2 separate regions of the Mus musculus genome follow, and region 2 is linked to region 1. Evidence: chromatin contacts called from public Hi-C data. All regions are on one chromosome and are shown on one strand. The core of a region is the stretch at or near the end of the contact, and the rest is flanking DNA. Distances in the headings are between cores, read along the strand shown. Region 1 overlaps Slit3 (slit guidance ligand 3). Region 2 overlaps Slit3 (slit guidance ligand 3).

The links. Hi-C and Micro-C count contacts between places; a contact is called where the count stands out from the background.
Region 2: a contact with region 1 is called in a Hi-C map of cerebral cortex, with 2.6 times the contacts expected there. The contact joins two enhancer-like sites. A contact is called at or near these places in 2 of 484 Hi-C or Micro-C datasets (cerebral cortex and embryonic stem cells) and 1 of 9 other capture datasets (embryonic stem cells).

The regions. Positions count from the first base shown.
Region 1 is chr11:35,260,082-35,263,512 of GRCm38.p6, reverse strand. All of the region lies in intron 4 of Slit3 (slit guidance ligand 3), which reads right to left. Among named protein-coding and RNA genes, the nearest start is that of Gm46277, 26 kb to the left of the region's middle. Within about 2 kb of position 1,647, at least 26 of the 459 cell types and tissues checked have an H3K27ac peak or open chromatin away from gene starts, as enhancers often do. A contact at or near this core is called in cerebral cortex, where this site is marked.
Region 2 is chr11:35,678,145-35,681,575 of GRCm38.p6, reverse strand. Slit3 (slit guidance ligand 3) reads right to left here. Exons shown (of 36, transcript NM_011412.3): 29 at 2,081-2,174. Among named protein-coding and RNA genes, the nearest start is that of Gm46278, 3.2 kb to the right of the region's middle. Within about 2 kb of position 1,500, at least 13 of the 459 cell types and tissues checked have an H3K27ac peak or open chromatin away from gene starts, as enhancers often do. A contact at or near this core is called in cerebral cortex, where this site is marked.

The sequences.
Region 1 (3,431 bases), core at 398-2,897:
CAGGGCACACCTGACTCATCTAACCCTAAGGCATGAACTACCAACCTTTGTGACCACTAAACTTGCAGAAAGGTTTCCTTCTGCTGTGGGACCATGAAAAAAGCTCAGAGAAAGGCTTTTACTAGCCAAATATCCCTGAAGAGTTTTAAGAGATTTGTTTTTCTTCTCTCCCCCTTTTAGACATAATTAATCAAATAGCCAACCTGTCCCTTCCTTTCCTCAATGAAACATTTCTAAAGGCGTAAGCTAGAGGAATGGGTTGAAGGAACACCACCTCGTCCCTCCCAGGGGCCCAGTGTGGGATGACATTTGGTTCATTTGTCATCATATTTGATGTTTCCACATTTCATGGCTCTGTTTCAGGCCAAAGTCATCAAGCAAGCAAACCATGGGGGGCTCTCTTGTTATATCCATACTCTTGAAGGGCTATTGTTCCATGCCACCTCAACTGTAAGGGATCTGGGTCAGCATTTCCCCCTTTAGGGCTTTCATGAGGTGGAGACTTTCATGTCTCACCTTGCAGAAAGGGAAGGAAAGGGCAGAAAGCTTCGGAGGTGGTGACTAAAACAGCTTTGAGATCATGCCAAGGCCCAGTGGCATGGACTGGTTTTTCTCTCTATGTTTCCTGGAATGAAAAGCGAATTTTTCTAGCTTCTCTCTCCCTCCCACATCCCCAACCATCTCTCAGCTCCTGGCAGTGCCAGTGCACACATCCAGGGATAACGCTCAAAATCGCCTCCTTCTCCTTTGACAATAATATAAGGCAAACCATTTGGCATTCGAGAGGCACCCCAGTTGCCTGACCCCTGGCAGGGTCCCAGGGGATTTGTGGTTGACAGCTAATCAGAGCCCTGGCCATAGCCATTTCCCATGACATAGCTGGAATGCTCCCACTGCCCGTCCTTCAGTTACTCGGCCAGGCTGAAACTATTTGCTCCCCTCCCACCCTGTCCATCACCGTCCTTCCTCAGGCTGAGCCTCCTTACCACCCGCTGGATAGACTCTCAAGGCTCTGCATGGGAGAGCAACAAACGTCGCTCTGCTTTTATTATTGACCCGCAACCCACCTCTTGGACTCCTACAACCAACAGGCCTCTTTCAAGCATCCTCCTCTTGAGCAATGATAAACTTCAATGCCAGAGGGGTAGAAAGAGAACAAGCCACTCTGGGCTAACCAGACTGGTATTAGAGGGGTGGCCAAGCGTGGGATTTCCAAGTGGTGGTCATAAAACATGCATCGTTGTTATTTATGGTTAATCTGCCTAGGAACTGGAAATAGAAACATTTCACCGCTCTTCTTCTGCAGGCAATTCTTAGCTTACCTGGGGATGGGAAAGTCTTGTTGATGACAAGCCAGGTGCCATATTCTGCCCAGGGGCTGAATGTGGTGACCAGGAGCCAGACTGCCTGGGTTCCTGCCCAGCTGCACAGACTGACTAGCTGGGCGATCCCAGGTAATTTATAGAATGTCTCTGGACTTTAGCCTACCTCTCTGTACAATGAAGGAAATCTGAGGAAAGGACTACCACACGCGCCTGCCATGGGAACTGTGTATATTTGCAAACCAGTGCCTAGCACATGGTGAGTGCTGCTTCGGTGCTCGGAAAAGAAATGCTATAATGAGATGTTCAGCATAGATATGCAAATGTGACATTCTGAACATTTTCATGACTGGATAGCATTACTCGGCATTCTTTACTGAGGATGCTCCTGACATCTTGGGAGTCTTACAGAGCTTCCTGCGGTCAGAGTAGGGTTTGATGCTGCTTCGCCTTCTGTTACGATAGTGGGTCTCAGTCTGGGGCCCCTGCCCACCTTGGAAAGTGGAAAGAAATTCAAGGCCCTCCAGCTCCACCCAGAACTCCTGACTCAGCCATCCTGGGACCGAATCCAGGAATTTGTTGTAACAAGCCCTCCAAGAGACTGGGAGGTAGGATGTTTAAGATATGCCCTAGATCACCAAGTTCCCATTTGAGGGGGAGAAATAAGGTCCCTTCCTTCCTGCCCCAAGGTCATTATGCAAAGTGAACGTAAGTGTAGGGCCACAGCCACTTCGGGTGGATCTGTATAAGCTGTTCTGTGCTGGATGTTGTGGGAATGTCGACCATGGAGGAGCATATCCCCGAATTGTGTAGAAAAGCCAAGTGTGGACACAGTTACCTAAGACATGGACCACCCTGGAAGTCAACACATCAAGATCCAGAGGCTTCGGGTCAAAGGAAGCCAGGCCTGTATCTCTACAAGTGAACTTGGGGAAGTCACTTAATCTCACTGTGCCTGGCTCCCCTCCTCTCTGAAACTACTCTAAGGATGAAATCAAGTCAGAGCCATGGCCTTGTAGGTAGAGACACAGGGCTTAGTGGGCTAGGGTCAGAATGAGCATCTACTACCAAATGATCCATGATTCATCTCATGATGAGGATGTTGCCTCTGAAGGAGGAAGCTACAGGAATGGGACTTAGACCCAGGGAAATTCTCAGAAGATGGACACGAAGGAGGAAAAACAGGTTGCTACAGATTATTAGAAAAGGAAATTATCAGGTAAACCAAATCGACTCCATCTATAGGCTCTCTGCTTTGCACAAACTAGCCTTAAGCTAGGGAATCCAACAGCGAAGATGGCCCCCATCCCAGATGTAGGCTTTTGATGTCAGGCTCTGCTCGCCTTTCCCCCTCATGACTCACATATAGCGGGGAACAGCTGAAAAATATTGACCTTATAATTTTCCCACAGTTCCCTACTGCTCTGTAGTCTCAGAACTGCATCAAAGTAAGTGCACAGATAGGATGAGCTATGAGCTCAGAGTGCAACCGCATGAGCCTTTGGCTCAGAGCTGGGTAGGAAGATTGGATGGGATACTTCATTCTTATCTGTATAAGGAGACACTATATAGGTATTACTCTCCTGAGCCACAGAGGGACGTGCACATCTTTCGGGCTTGTCACTCTCAGGCTAATTTTCCTATAAAGTCTCTACGACTTTTGCCCTGTTAAGTCTTCCAAAAGCTTAGGTACAAAGGGGAAGGGGAAAAGGGGCATGGGAGAAGGTAGTAGACCCATCTCCAGTGAGCCCTGACAGTCCTGAGCCCACCCGTGTCCCAGTGATTTATACTCTGGTAAGATTTTTAGCAAATCAAGATGCTTGAGATGTTCTCTTTCAAAGCAGGGGAAAGCAACCCCAGACATCTAAACAGACCACATACTTGTGAGTCTAGCCTATTGTTTTAGAATTTTTGTGGAAGGCCTCTAAATGCCACCCTCAGACTCCCCACAGAGACTGTAACTGTACTGAGTAACTGTAAGGCAGAGAAGATGGGATGGAAAGAGTTTCTTTGAATCCAACTCCCTTAGAGAAAGCGTTCCCTCCAAGCTCAAGAAGCAGGGTGTGGCAGAGGACCATGGCACCGTCACCAGCAGGAGCTGCACTATCC
Region 2 (3,431 bases), core at 251-2,750, 420 kb before region 1:
TGACCCTGGGCCGGGGACACCTGGAGTATCTGGATTTAGCTGAGAAATCAGCCAGACCTGGATTGACTTACAAACCCTTCTTGGTTCTCTCTTGGTTCCCTGGCAGCTGGGTGTGTGTCACTGGGTATTCACTGGGAGGGCCCCGGTTTCTCCGGTGGAACCTTGACGTGCTCCTGAGAGTAGGTACTGCATGGAGTTCTCATTGTACACAAGTCTTCGTTATTATTTTCAGGGCCTCTGAGCAGATCTGCCTAACACTGAGACCTCATTAAAGTGTTTCCAAGGATCAGCAAAGGTCACCCTGACTGTATCACTGCCTCTTATTAGTATCCCTCTAGGCTGTGGGACATCAGGTGTTTGATATCAGGAGGGAGACACAATAATAAAATGCCTCATTGGGAGAACAGACTATTGTTTTGAATATATTTGATTATAAATACTACCATTACTGATTTGGCTTCCAGACTTTCTGAGACACTGTCTCCTGGGAGACAGGACATATAAGTAAGATGACTCAAGGAAAGCTTGGCTGGTGCCTTTCTTTCCTATCTTGTCCCAGATGCAAGGGCCCTTGATTATAGTCCAGGGTGAGGTTTTCAGAACAAGAGTCAGAGGACAGAAATCTAGCATCTCTACCTCTCTGTGTCCATACTCACCCTGACCAGTTTCAAAGCCACTGACCTCTAGGTTCGCTGTTTAATTGATCTTGAATATTTGTCTCCCCATTCGTATAGCCAAGGGCTAGTCACCTCTGTTCTGTATAGCTGAGGGCTAGTCACCTCTCACTGTTCCCTCCTAGCACACTAAAGCCCTTTGCCTGACAGTCTGGGCATCTCTGTTTGGGTTTGAATTTTGCACATTTCTTCTTTCCAGTTTGCACGTCACACAGTTTCATTCACCTGCAGTACACAGCCTTGTATTTAGTAAATAGAAGCTTTCAATTGATGTTGGATCCTGGGGTGGTGGGAGTCTGGGGGTCTGCTCAGGTGACCACACCTCCTGAAACTCCTGCCTAGCATATCTCAGTGAGGCACAAGCAGACAGGTAGACGTGAATGGGGTGGCACACAGAGAAGCTGTGGTTTCTTTTATCTTGGCAAAGCCACAGGCCTCACACCTCTTCCAATAATCCCCTTAGAGATGAGCAATGAGCCCATGATGTCCTCACAGGAAAGGACAGAAAAGATCTGGGGGAGGTGGCTCAGTGGGTAAAACCCTTGCTGTGTAAGTCTGAGGACCCAAGTTTATATCCCCCAGAACCCACATAAAAGCCAGCCACGGCGCTGCAAACTTCAGGCTTAGTGAGAAACCCTCGGCCAACAATCCACATCAACATGTGGCCTGCACACATGCCAAGCTGCTGAGTGCACCCACACACACATGTGCACACACACAGAGAAAGAAAGAGATGACATATGGCAAGATACATTTGGGCTCAGGAACTGGGTGTGCTTCCTGGGCTGCCTCCTCCTAACTGGAAATTGCTCACGTGGTTCTCTGTTGCTGTTGGTGATGGAGGAGACAGCTTCACCCAGGGCAGTGTTGCTGAACTGAGTCAGGACTCCCGGTCCCATCTCCTCCCTCCCACAGCTGCCATAGTCTAGCAAACTTTCTGTGGCCATGGGGAAATAGGGACCACCAGGAAGGCTATACATTGGGGAGGTGACCAGACACCCTTAGGATGGTGAAGCTACCTCTGATGGTTCCTTCTGTGGATGCCTTATTTCAGCTCTAGGAAGGAGAGAGATGCTAAGAAAGAGAGGAGAAGGTGGGAGAAGAGAATGAGAGGGCAAAGGGAGGGGAAGAGGAAGAGGAAGAGAAGGCATATCCACCTCTTCATCCTTTTCTATCACTAGAAGAATCCAGAGAGGAAGAAACTGTAAACGATAAAAGCAACTTGGGGAAACATGAGCAGGCCTGGGTATAGGCCAGATAGAGACACGCATGAGTACAGGAGCAAGGAAGACGGGTGACTGGTTGTGCAGGGGGTGACAGACACTACCTGACCCAGGGACTCAAACCCAGGCTGTTGGAGGGAGAGTCCTCAGGGCTCTCTGCCAGAGCATGAAGCCGGGCCTTACCTGAATCCTTTGTCCAGGGAGATGCACTTGGCCTCGTGCTGACAGAGGTTCATCTCGGGCACACAGTAGTCAATCACCTCATCACACAGCTCCCCTGGAGGTCACAGGGAAGAGAAGTCAGGCATCAGCGAGGATACTGGGCATCGCCAAGGCCACAGGGTTGTATTTGACCCACCCTGGGTCGTAAGTCATGGACACCAGGAACCCTACATTCTTTTCTTAGTTTATCCTTTCTGTGGCACTCCTGACTCAGTTTCCCTAGAGAGAGACAATGAGAAGGTCCCTGGAGTCTCTCTTGGACAGTCAGCACCATCTGGCTGTTCCTAGAGTTGTTGCAGCAGAAGCACAGGGCAGACCCTGACTTTGGGCTGTGCTTGTCCCCTCCCTTTCTTACCTCCTGTGTAGTGAGTATTGTCTGTCTGCACTGGAGGCACTGTACCAGGTGCTGGGAACACAGCAATGGCCAGTTCTTACCTTCTCATTGCTTAGTGAGCGTTATCTGAGGCCAGGTAGGCAGTTACTATTCAGCATTGTAAATGGGAAGGTAAACTGTGGATGCAGAGGGAGATCTACAACCCTGCTGAGGCCAGGGGAAGCTTCCAGGGGAAATGGGCCAGGCATGCTATATCTTCTGTGGGCAAGAAAGCCCTTTGTGGGAAACAAAATACAGAAGCAAATACAGAGACAAAGTGTAGAGTAGAGACGGAAGGAAAGGCCATCCAGAGACTGCCACACCTGGGGATCTAGGCCATATATAGACTCCAAATGTAGACAGTATTGTGGATGCCAAGAAGTGCATGTTGACAGGAGACTGATATAGCTGTCTCCTGAGAGGCTCTGCTAGAGCCTGGCAAATACAGGGGCGGATGCTTGCAGCCAACCATTGGGCTGAACAAGGGGTTCCCAATGGAGGAGTTAGAGAAAAGACTGAAGGAGCTGAAGGGGTTTGCAACCCCGTAGGAGGAACGACAATATCAACCAACCAGACCCCTCAGAGCTCCCAGGGACTAAACCACCAACCAAGGAGTACACATGGTGGGACTGATGGCTTCAGCTGCATAGGTAGCAGAGGATGGCCTTGTTGGGCATCAATGAGAGGAGAGGCCTTTGGTCCTGTGAAGGCTCGATGCCCCAGTGTAGGGGAATTCAAGGGCGGGGAAGCGGGAGTGAGTGGGTGGGTGGGTGGGAGGGTGGGGGAACACCTTCATAGAAGTAGGGGGAGGGAGGATGAGATAGGGAGTTTCAGGGGTGGGAGAACCGGGAAAGGGGATAACATTTGAAATGTAAGTAAAGAAAATATCCAATTTTTTTTTAAACGGAAAGCCCTTTGCATGGTTCAGAAAGGGAAATA